Linked DNA regions of Sus scrofa: region 2 is linked to region 1. The links are chromatin contacts, called in public promoter capture Hi-C maps. All regions are on one chromosome and are shown on one strand. Each heading gives the region's core, a stretch centred on a gene start, on an enhancer-like site or on the middle of the called end of the contact. The rest is flanking DNA. Distances are from core to core; before and after follow the strand shown. Region 1 has its middle 4.8 kb from the start of NR2E3. Region 2 holds the start of LOC100627175 (GRAM domain containing 2-like).

The links. Promoter capture Hi-C pulls out the DNA fragments that hold promoters and counts their contacts.
Region 2: a promoter capture Hi-C map of fetal skeletal muscle shows a contact between it and region 1, with 7 times the contacts expected there. The contact joins the promoter of LOC100627175 here to the enhancer-like site in region 1. A contact is called at or near these places in 2 of 5 promoter capture datasets (fetal skeletal muscle and liver), 19 of 47 Hi-C or Micro-C datasets (alveolar macrophages, blood, embryonic fibroblasts and 10 more) and 1 of 2 datasets of contacts at active chromatin or transcription factors (skeletal muscle).

What each region holds. Positions count from the first base shown.
Region 1 is chr1:169,350,873-169,356,817 of Sscrofa11.1, forward strand. No RefSeq gene overlaps it. Among named protein-coding and RNA genes, the nearest start is that of NR2E3, 4.8 kb to the right of the region's middle. Within about 2 kb of position 3,804, at least 9 of the 83 cell types and tissues checked have an H3K27ac peak or open chromatin away from gene starts, as enhancers often do. A contact at or near this core is called in fetal skeletal muscle, retroperitoneal adipose tissue and skeletal muscle, where this site is marked.
Region 2 is chr1:169,642,029-169,647,973 of Sscrofa11.1, forward strand. LOC100627175 (GRAM domain containing 2-like) reads right to left here and starts at 3,065. Exons shown (of 11, transcript NM_001243583.1): 1 at 2,577-3,065; 2 at 1,685-1,742; 3 at 1,255-1,330; 4 at 534-637. The coding sequence starts at 2,851.

The DNA.
Region 1 (5,945 bases), core at 2,554-5,053:
GGATCCAAGCTGTAGCCCCTGGCCTACGCCACAGCCACAGAAACGCCAGATCCAAGCCACGTCTGCAACCTACACCACAACTCACAGCAACCCCGGGTCCTTTAACCCACCTGCGTTCTCATGGATGCTAGTCAAATTCGCTTCAGCTGAGCCACAGACGTGGCCTCCCAGACAGGCACTCTTATTCTGAGAGAAAGTTGGAGGATGCCTCCACCCCAGCACTGTGCTTTCCTCTCCTTTCCAGGAGGGGGCGCTAATGCACATAACAGCCAACCCAATCCACAGCCAACACCTGGAATTTTCCTCTGTTGCCACTACCCCTTTCTGCTTAGCTCCTCAAAAATTATGTAGCAATCTGGAGGAGTTCCAGTTGTGGCACAGCGGAAATGAATCTGACTAGGAACTAGGAGGTTGCAGGTTCGATCCCTGACCTAGCTCAGAGGCTTAAGGATCTGGTGTTGCCGTGAGCTGTGGTGTAGGTCACAGACATGGCTCGGATCCTGAGTGGCTGTGGCTGTGGTATAGGCCAGCAGCTGTAGCTCCAAGCTCCAATTAGACCCCTAGCCTGGGAACTTCCATATGCCGCGAGTGTCACCCTAAAAAACAAACAAAAGATCCTCTTTTATTAAACATAACCACAATACCAGTATCATAACAAATTAAAAACAATTCCTTAATGTATTCTAATTGTATGTATCTGTTTTTAAACATTGTATTTTCCAAATAATTTCAGAATTCCAGAAAACTCATTTTATTTGTTTGTCTTTTTAGGCCGCGCCCGAAGCATATGGAGGTTCCCAGGCTAGGGGTCAAATTGGAGCTGCAGCTGCCAGCCTACACCACAGCCACAGCAACACTAGGTCCTTATCCCACCGAGGAAGGTCAAGGATCAAACTTGTGTCCTCATGGATACCAGTCGGATTTGTTTCCGCTGAGCCAGAATGGAAACTCCACCAGAAAACTCATTTTAAATTTCAGTGTCTTATTCGAGAGTCTCATCTTAAGACTGTGTTTGGGAATAAAATGATAGATCACAGATTTAGCTAAAAGCTACCATTGAAAGCAGATTATCAAATAAATAATTGACCATTCTTAATGCTGAAGAAACAGTCTAATGACATAAAAGATCAGTAAAATAATAGTACTCATTTCCTTGAAACACTTTTTCTATTAAATATATTTAAATGAAATGTTTATGATTTAATAAAATTAAATAATTTCATGACATATATTAAATTTAATTTAACATGAGTCAGGAGTTCCCGTCGTGGCGCAGTGGTTAACCAATCCGACTGGGAACCATGAGGTTGCGGGTTCGGTCCCTGCCCTTGCTCAGTGGGTTAACGATCCGGCGTTGCCGTGAGCTGTGGTGTAGGTTGCAGACTCGGCTCGGATCCAGCGTTGCTGTGGCTCTGGCGTAAGCCAGTGGCTACAGCTCCGATTCGACCCCTAGCCTGGGAACCTCCATATGACGCGGGAGCAGCCCAAAGAAATAGCAAAAAAGACAAAAAAAAAAAAAAAAAAATTTAACATGAGTCAGAATGCCTCTGACTTAACTACTTTTGGTTTTACATACATGTGTCATAGTGTTTGTAGCATTTTGTACTTTGCTATTCATCATAACGTTTTTCCATATAACCTCCTCTTGATGGCAGGAAAAAAGCCATTTGGGAAATGTGCCATAATTTATTAGCTGAAAAAAAACATATTCAGCTATTTCCAATGCGTGACTGAAAACAACATTTTCTCATGTCATTGTGTTGTGTTTGTGTAAGAAACTTATAAAGAGCAGGGCTTCTAAATCCCTTTGAAGATACAAGGGAGCAAGAATATGTGAAGCCCGTGTTTGCGGAGTGTGTTTGCTGTATTCGGGGATGGCAGGAGACCTCGGCAGCCAGAGCCTAGAGCAGGCGGAAGACTGCAGCCCAGGCTGAAAAGATGGGCAGCAGCCAGTCCACCTCAGGACCCCTCTGGTGCCATTGCTTCTTAAGGAGAATTGCTTTGAGCTTTTTCTAAAACGTAACTCTGAAGAATAAATCCCCATCTATGTGGAGAGGAACTGGATTTACCTCAATTTACCATCTTCACCAAATTAATAAATGTAGCTAGTGGAAAATATCATTAAACAGATCTTGCTGGAGTTCCTGTTGTGGCTCAGTGGTAACAAACCCTATGGGTATCCATGAGGATGTGGGTTTGAGTCCAATGGGTTAAAGATCGATGTTGCCATGAGCTGTGGTGTGGGTCACAGATGTGGCTCAGGTCCCGCATTGCTGTGGCTGTGGCATAGACCTCAGCTGCAGCTCTGATTTGGCCCATAGTTTGGGAACTGGGAACATCCATATGCTGCAGGTGTGGCAGTTAAAAAAAAAAAAAAAAAAAAAGCACACATAGAAAACAAAGCTTCCTACAAAGTAATCCTTTCACTTTCTAAGTGTTTTTGTAGTTTGAGTCTAAGAATATCCACCTTCTAGAAAAGCTAAGAACAGAAATGACAGTTCAATGTGACTTTCCATGGCCTGGAATATCTGCTTTATCATTTCAAGCTATCTAGAGACAGAATGGGTCTAGAGGAGATTTTCTTTACTAAATGTATGAAGGTGATTGTTTTAAAATATAATATTCCAATTTTTTTCTTCCCTTACCCTGACGCAGATACATTTTCTTAAGATAGCCAGCTTATCTGCCTGGGTTTGAACCCCAGATCTGATACCTATTAGCTGTGTGACCCTGGAAAAGTCACTAAACCTGTCAGTCTTGTCTGTAAAGAGGCTGATAATGACCATGCCTATCTGATATTGTTGTGAGAATTGAGTTCACACATGTAAACCTGTGTCTGGCATATAACGTTTTTAAGATATTCCTAATTATTATTATCATTAAAAGTCATATTTACTTCAAATTAGCTGGTCTTTCTTTTTTTTCTTCTTTTTAGGGCTGCACCTGTGGCATATGGAGGTTCCCAGGCTAGAGGTCAAATCAGAGCTGCAGTTGCCAGCCTACAGCACAGCCACAGCAATGTCAGATCTGAGGTGCATCTGCGACCTACACCATAACTCACAACAATGCCAAATCCTTAACCCACAGAGCAAGGCCAGGGGTCAAACCCGTGTCCTCACGGATCCTAATCCACTGAGCCACAACAGGAACACCACTAGCCTTTTTAAAAAACATGAAAAACTTTAAGTATCTTAATTATGGCACATGCTCACAATTAAACATTCAAACAACACAGAAAATATTAAGAAAATAAAATAGTAAAATTCTCCCTCAGAGAAAACTGCTGGTACTTTGAGCATCCTTCCAGAAAGTTCCAGAGTCTGCAGATACACGACATAGAAGCTAATGTTGCCTGCCTGATGGGCTGGGTCTCCTCACAGAACTTTGTCATGGGAAGCGCTTCCTGCATCTGTGAAAACAGAGTGGTGACCTGTGGCCAGGAAAGCAGGAAATAACATGTTCTAGGCCAGTGGCTCCCCACCAAGGGTGACTCTGCCCCTCAAAGGGACATTCAGCAACGTCCGGAGACATTTTTGGCTGTCACAGTTGGAAAGAAGGGGATGCCATTGGCATCTGGTAGGCAGAGGCAGGGGAAGCTGCTAAACATCCTACAAGGCACAGGACAGCCCAGCGCAAAGAAATATCTGGCTCAAAAAAGTCAGTACTTCCCAAGTTAAAAAACCCTGCTTTTAAGTTGTTTGATTTCTAGGAGATGATAAAGATTATGACCCGGAGGGTCAGTCAGCTAGAACACACCGGTCTGGTTGTGCCTATTGTTGAGCTTTTAAGATACTTCCGGACCAGTTTGAAAGAGCTCCGTGCCCGCCCTGCCCCTTGCCCAGGAGTTTCCCAGGGCAGTGCCAAAGGGCTAACAGGGAGCAGCAGAGGAGGGGCTCCAGGACCAGGCTCCCCCTGTGGATGGCAGCTGTTCTAATCCACCAGGGCCTGGCCTGAGCAGCTGCTAGAGATTCAGGCCCTCCCCTTGAGAAAAAAGGGCATGAGAAGCTTTTCATTCTCACACTTAGAAACACTGAAGGATTTCTTCATAAAGATTTCCTATTATTGGAGTTCCCCGCGTGGCTCATCAGAGACTAATCTGACTAGTAACCATGAGGACGCAGGTTCAATCCCTGGCATCTCTCAGTGGGTTAAGGATCCAGCGTGGCCATGAGCTGTGGTGTAGGTTGTAAACATGGCTGGGATCTGGAGTTGCTGTGGCTGTGGCTGTGGCTGGCAGCTACAGCTCCAATTCGACCCCTAGCCTGGGAACCTCCATATGCTGCAAGTGTGTTCCAAAAAAAAAAAGAAAAAAAAAAAAAGATTTCCAATTAGCTCTTTTTAAAAAAACTGAAAAGAGCTTTGTGTTATCCTGATTGTAACTGTAATACATGTTTATTATTAAACATTCAAAGGAAACAACATTTTCTGATTCTGGTGAAAATTGCTGTGGGCAATAGCTGTGCTAGAGAATGGAGAAGCCTGGAACCTGGAGGCAGGAGAGAGAAAAGCACTCATCACTCAGTTATGGCACCATGAGGAGAGGCCCCCACGATGTGCGGCAGCCAATCGGATGTGTCCTGGTCAGACTGCCTTTTTTTGGCCGAACCCATGGGCCAGGGATCCAACCCACATCACAGCAGCAACCCAAGCTGCAGCAATGACAACGTCAGATCCTTAACCCACTGAGCCAACAGGGAACTCTCTGGACAGACTGACTTTTGTCTGCTGGTCCTCGGATGGGGCGGGGTCCTCTCCTGTTGTGCTCAGAGCTTGGAAATGATTCTAGGAGAGAGACTTCGGTAGCCAAGAGCTGGGAAGCCGCACAGGGAATACCTGATGATTTCTAAATGTTATCTCATGAAGGAAATAAAGAGGCTTTGTCGAGAGAAAGTTTCCTGCTGGTGTTGGCCTCTTGGAGTCCTGAACCTTCCACTCCCTGCTGTAGAAAAACTATTGACTAATTTGAGTGCTGCCAAGGAGAGTCTTGTGAGCTTTGGTCAGAAATTCACTCCCCAAGAGACACAAGCCATCCCGCTGTATCTGCTGTCCTGTAGCTGGGCTGAGGCAGACATGCTATGGGCACAGGTCAAGGAAAGGAGTACCAGAGCAGCACCACTTGCAGTGGCCGCATCACATTCCACTGTAGGCACGGAGCTTACTTTATTGAGCCAGTTGTCCACAGACAGGTGTTTTACTAAAATCGCCACAGGGAACAACCATGTAATTAAATCTTTGTGAGATTTTCCCTGGGATGGCTTCCTGGAAATGGAATTCCTGTCCTGAGCTCCAGAGCCTGTGCACTCACCACTAGCTATCCCTTTCAGAGATAGTGAGGATACTGGATGAGGAAAATAATTTTAAAGAAATCCAAAAAATAACTACAAACAAAAAAAAAGAAAGAAAAAAAATCCCAGAAGACATGTTCCCAGGACCAAATGCTGTGGATGATGGGGCTTGTCCTGAACCAGAAGCCCATGGCTGCCAGTATGCAAGTCATGCTGTCCAGCCAGTCCTTCCTGGTTGGCAGCTGAGCCATCCCAGGAAACGCTGCCACCCAATCCTACCCCTCCAACAGCAGAGCCCAGTCACCTTTAAGGCCTGGGACCTGGTGATACAGGATGTGACAGGCTCTAGACAGGCTGGGGCAGGGGGCTTTACCTGCTGGGGTCTTCAAGGTCCAGAGGGAGGTCAGTTCTACAGCTTTCATCGTGTAACCCACCTCCCCACCCGCCCCAGCTCCCCCCCCCCACCACTTCCAGAGAGTCAGAGGGAAGTTGCTGACCTGTCCCGGGGGGAATAATTGTATTAGTGATAAGGTGGCCTCTGGCAGCTTTGTCAGCAGATTCTAGGCTTTGGGCTGAGTAATCCTTTGGTGTCTGCCCCAGCAGCTGGTGGTCACTGATCGGGAGAGACTCCTCTGTCCCCTGGCCTGGCTGGGCTGGCAT
Region 2 (5,945 bases), core at 1,815-4,314, 290 kb after region 1:
TCCCTTCACTTCCTGCTTAGGGCCACCACTGGCACTGAGCCTAGCACTGACACCATGGAGAAGCCTTGTCCCAAATGGGAGAGTTATCTGAGCATTCCACCTTCTCGTGCAGGCTCCCTTCCAGTTATCCCTCCAGCCCCTGGCTGCACGTGCTGCGCTGGGCTCTCACCTCCAAGTTCCAAGAGGCAAGGATGGTTGCCCCGGTGAAGCCCATTCTCCAGTAACAGAGTTCCCTGAGCCACCACCTGGCCACATTATGGTTGTCATAAATGTGACCTCCCACTCTGATCCTGAAAGCATTTTGGGGATACCCATGGCAGAATAATTTGGCAGTGAACTGTTCATGCGAGATCTAGATAGGGGTCCCTGTTTGGAAGTTGTGTGGCTACTTCCATGGACACCAGCTGGGATGCCTCACAGTCAGAGGCCTCACCAAGTGCCAGGTGCAAAGGGACAGGCCTGACTTCAGACACACCCACAGGGCAGGGGCTTCTCTTCCCTGGGCTGTGGCAGCCCTTACCACTTATTACTACCTTGATATCCTTGCCAAAGAGGCTAGCGTGGAAGCAGAGCCAGTTGGGGGAAATGTAGAGCCGGCCCTGGAGAAGGAGGTCCCTCTGGAGGGCGCAGGAGCACACTAGGAAGTCAGGAGAAAGAGACTGTCATGAGCAAGGCCAGCCTGGGAGCCCCAGGGCCTGGGTCCTCCCACTCAGGAGTCCAGCCTCAGGGACTGTCCTCCTCAGCCCTCTTCCCAATCCCAGGTCCCAACAACCCATTCCCCTGGGCACCCTAGCATCCTTTCCTGAGACTCCTGACTGCCCCCACCAGGCTGCTAGATGTGTCCTCTTCCTCCACCCATCCCCTAAAAGGTTTCTTCCCTGGTCTTCCAAGAGGATGTTCATTCTTGCAGGTAGAACTCTTTGCCCTGTCTGGCAGAGAGGACCTTGACTGTGAAAATACTCCCACACTCACTGAGAGGCTTGAATAGGAAAGAACAGTCATTGACAAGAGCCCACCAGAAATAAGATTTGGAAGCTCTGACATTTCCTCAAGAAAACTTTCATAAATTAAACTGCCTATCTCAAATCAGCTCAGTCTTCTCACACTTTTGAAGAAAAAAAGGACTAAAACCACATTCAAAAGGCAGCCGGCTCCCATATCTGATTTGTGCCTGGAGGCTCAGGGCAGGGGATAGGGGAACCTGGGCCTCCAGCACTGCTGGCGCCTGTGCAGCCACACTAGGAGATGGCTCACCTTTGAGAACCGCCTCCTCCAAGGGGATGTCCTTAAACAGCTTGTGGTATTGCTGGTTGTATTTACTCAATAGTGTCTGCAAACACACAAGCTGAGTCTGAGAAGTTCCGGGAGATCAGACCACCAGAGAGCCCTGATCCAGCCACCAGGAAATAAGGCCACAGAGGGTGGGGGATGGTGGGGTCCTACAGGGACTTGGTATGAAGCAGCCAGTAAGCAGCCAGTGGGTGTGGAGGGCTGAGTTTCAAGCATAGCTTGTCTCCTGGAGACACAAGATCCTGATAGGCAGGCAGCCTATGACTAGAAGGGGGCACAACTCCCACCCAGGAAAGGACATCCACTTGGGTTTCCTGGTGACAGATCTATGGCCAAGGAGCCAACAGTACCCGTCTCTCGGTGGGTGGTGAGAAGTCAGCCTTCACACACTTACCCCTTCTCGGCCGCACTTCTTTATGTCTTCATCCCTCAAGGCTTCTGGCCAGTGCAGACTGCAAAGGAGATAAGCATTCCAGGGACAAGGAACTCTTGAGTGCTACTCATGCCTCCTTAGTGCCAGTTCTGCCCTGGCCTCAAGCCACAAGTTTGGGGAAGAGACTGAAGATGGGGGCCCTTCTCTAGGGGCCACAGAAAAGTGATCAGCACATTCAGCACATAGCTCACTCATGGGGAGGGGCACTCCTGATGCAGGGAAGGGTCATGGAGAGCCCTCCTCCCAGACAGCTGTAAGCAGCAGCCCCCCCAGGAAGTGCTTGGCACGAGCTTTGATCTCCCAGAGACACTTAGGAGCCACCCACCAATGGGTGTCAAAAGCCCTCTCCCATTTCTCTAGCCAAGAGGCATGCAGAGGAGCAGACCCCAGAAGGAGTGAGCAGGAGGCAGAGGGATGGGGACCAGTTTGGAAAGTAGGTGAAGCGGAGGTGTCGGATTCACAGCTCCAGGGCCTGGCCATGGGACATGATCCTGGCAGGACTGCCCTCCTTGCAGCTGCCTCCCCTGGGCCTGGAGATCCGCAGTGAGGAGCTGGGCAGACCCCCCTGACCTAATGGAGGCTACCAAGGTGGTGGTGCTGAAACGCAAACCGTGGCCCTACGGATTGGCCTGCGGACAGGTGGGCAGGGAGGAGGCTGGTAACCGGAGAAGCCTGGACTCTGCTTGGTCCTAGTGCACCAGGACAGGCCTGGGAGTGGGAGGAAGAGGACCCAGGCAGCCTATGCCCTACCAACCCCCTGACACAGCCTTAAGGCCCCCTTTCTAACAGCCCATCTCCTGAGGGCTTCCCACCCCCAATCTGTATGTATAAGTGCCTGGGAGAAGGGCCTCACCTGGAGTCTGGGGGTCTCTGGACCCTGCCTGGTTTCTCTGTGCTCTTCAGGGAAGCTGTCTTTCCATGCATCTGTTGGCTGCTGAGGAGAAAGAGGCCCATGTCAGGAAGGGGAGCTCTTTGAGGACATATTTCCTGGCCAGCCCCAGGGTGGCTGCCTCTGCCCCCCAACGCGAGACCAGCCCTGCTATTGAGGGTGAGGCTGAAGGCATCACAGTCCAGAGGCTGCAGCTCAGGCAGGGGTCGGGGGCAGCTGACAGAGGGAGTCTCGCTCATCGTCTTTCCTGGAAGCTTGAAGTTCAGCTTATGCCTGGGTACAAAGGAAAATCAATCTACTAGGCAGCTGCTAGGCCTCCAGCTCCACCCTTGAGAAGGCAGCTGGGAGGGAGGACCCTGAGACTTGCTCACGGCTGAAAGCAAAAGTTTCAGAGGTGCATAGGCAGGGTTACCATAAACCTTCACCTTCTGGAAAGGAGTCTGAACACAAGAGGCCTTATCAAGGCTGAGCAGCTGATGCAGCACAGGTGTGGACGTGAACGCCAGTCAGCCCGCAGGTGAGTGTGGGCTGAGGGGGCGGGGCTGCCACACACCAGGAAGTGGCCTCAACACTACAGTCAAGGGAGCTCAACTCTGAGAGCCAAACCATCTCAAAAATGTTCCAGACAGAGGGCCTGAGAGGGAGGAGACACCCTCTCCCTAGGTGGGGAGGGGAATGGTCTCCAACGGCTTTTGAGTTCATGCCTCCACTAAACAGTTCCAAAGCCTAGACAGAGTTCAGTCTCCTCTTCGTGCTCCTCCAGAGCAGAAAGACTAGGAATCAATAAAGCCTGGGAAGTCAAACTAGCTGCAACTGAGTGGGTCCAGGGGCTGATGGGAGGAGAGGGTGGCCAAGAAGCAGGGCCAAGGCAAGGCAGTGTGTGGTGGTCGTGAATAGTTAACAGGGTCTGTGCACTGGTCTCTGAGCAGATTAGGAGCTGGAACCTGGAGGCTGCAGGTCCCAGAACTCTGTCCCTCCCGGCAATGAAACCTGGCAAAGTCAAAGTTCTCTTCTTCAAGAACACAGTGCCGCCTCAGCTGAGATCTGCCAAGCCCCTCCGAGATTATTAATTCAACCCCCCTCCCACCCTACCATTGCACAGCTAAGAAACTGAGACCCGCCAAGGGACAGGCTGTACCTAATGTCTTACAGGGAAGAGCCAGGTGATCTCACCCAACAAATGAGCCCAACCACAGCCATGTGGCCTGGTTGACCTCTGCCCTCCACCTTACAGAGCACTTTGGTGCACATGTCATGTATTTCCTGAACCTTGCAAAGTGACAGGTTGTGCCAGTGGTTTGACCCCTTGACTCCTAAAGTTATTTTATTTGGTTCCATTGTTACACATTTCACAGAGACTTTTCCCCCCTTAATTTTTTAAAATGCTTCTTATAGGAAATAAGAGAAATATAAAATATATATGATTATCTTTATGAAAATCACCCATAAGAAAAAATTCCCACTAAAATCATCCAAAGAAAATATTTATGCATAAATTCATAATTTATGTATGTGGGATTATATATCATACAATTTCTATGCCCTACTTTTGTTGCTTAACATGATTTCATGAGAAATTCCCCATGTCGTTCATTCCTTGAATAGATTCTCAGAAGTGAAATTAGTGGATGGAGAATGAACATTTCTCAGGATCTCTAGACTCACTTCCAAAATGCTTTTCAGATACTATATCAATGAGCATGGCCATCAGCACTATACAAGGGTGCCTTGCTTTACATTCAGGTCCTACACTGGGTATTATCTTTTTCTCACATTTGCAAACTCGATAGGTGAAAATATATTGTTTTCATTTCTATTTCTGCTTACTGATAAGTTGAACATTTTTGCCAAATACACATTAACCATTGGGATTTCATCTGTGAATTGCCTATAAGGATCTTCTTATTGATCTATATACATTCTTTGTTGAGGATATTAATCCTTAGTTTATCATTTGTGCTAAAATTTCTCCCAACTTGTCATTTGCTTTTTACTTCTCTCTGTGATATTATTGCTGTACCTGTGTTTAACTTTTGTGTCCATCCCTCTCTTTCATCTCTGTTCCTTTCTTGGTTTGTGAGCTTTGATAGGAGAAGCCCCTGAGGCAGTGTGTACAAGGCAAACCACCAAGCCCTTAGAGAGTCTGAACCCTGCAGCCCAGGAGCCCACTGAGCCATCAGAGGAGAAGGGTGTGGGCTCTGCTCTAAGTAACACACTCCAGCCTGGAGGACCAAGAAAAAAACTGAGACCCAAAGAGGTGGGATAAGGAGCTTGGCCATGGTTACACAGACAAGGAATCTGTCACTCATGCACTGGAAAATGTGATTCGAGTAGTCAGGGCTATAGGAGCTCAGAGGACACACAGAGTGAAAGAGTTACAGAAGGCTCCCAGAGAAAAGCAAGCTGAGCCTTACTAACTGGGTGGGACTGTAATCCTGCTTGACTTCCATCATCTAACCCTACTTAGGTAATCACCCCTTGAATGGGTTCTAAACCCAACGCATCCTTAGGTTCCAAGGGGACCCTCTCAACGAAGGGCCCCTTCCCTTGGCCCTTTCCCAGCCTAGTGATGAGCCCTGCTTCGGTCTCTCACAGCCCTGAACCCTGGGCTCCCTCTCAGGCATTTATCACACTGTGTGGGTGAGCTCCAACTGTCCATCTCCAGGGGCTCCAGGACATCAGGCACTTTGCTTCCTCTATCACCCCCTGAGCCCAATGCGACATCAGCAGGCAGCAGGCACTCGAGACATGACTGAGGAAGGACCATGTAAGCAAGGTCAGAACAGAGGCTGGAGGAAAGAAGGGCCATGGGAATAACAAAAGAAGGCTGTCATGTTTCCCACAGCATCTCCATGAAGAAAATAACAGCAATGAAACAGGAGTTTCCTGGGGAAGATGACTCAAATATATTTAAACTAAAATCAACCTCTTCGTGTATGATGAACAGGATGGTTACAAGCCATTCCTTCATGTCCAGTGACTAAAGCCAGCCCCTCCTGGCCATCCTGATAATGCTGTTGATACAGAGACCCTGGCAATGGCCAAAATGCACCGCTTTCAAAATCACCTTCAAGATGAGTTTCTACTAACTCATCTTCTCTCCTATAGTACTTGTTTAGGTGCGTACAAGTAATGAGATGGGAACAAAATCAGATGAAAAGCTAGATCTGGGGCAATGGTCATCAAGAATTCACCAACAGAACCAGTCAGGTGGGGTCCGTCCAAGGACCAACAGGGCCCTGACCCAGAGGAGGGGGGTGGCAAGAGCAGGGATCTGGAGAGCAGATAGCCAGTCTGGGTCCCCACCCTGCTGGCAGCCTCTGTCCGCTCTCA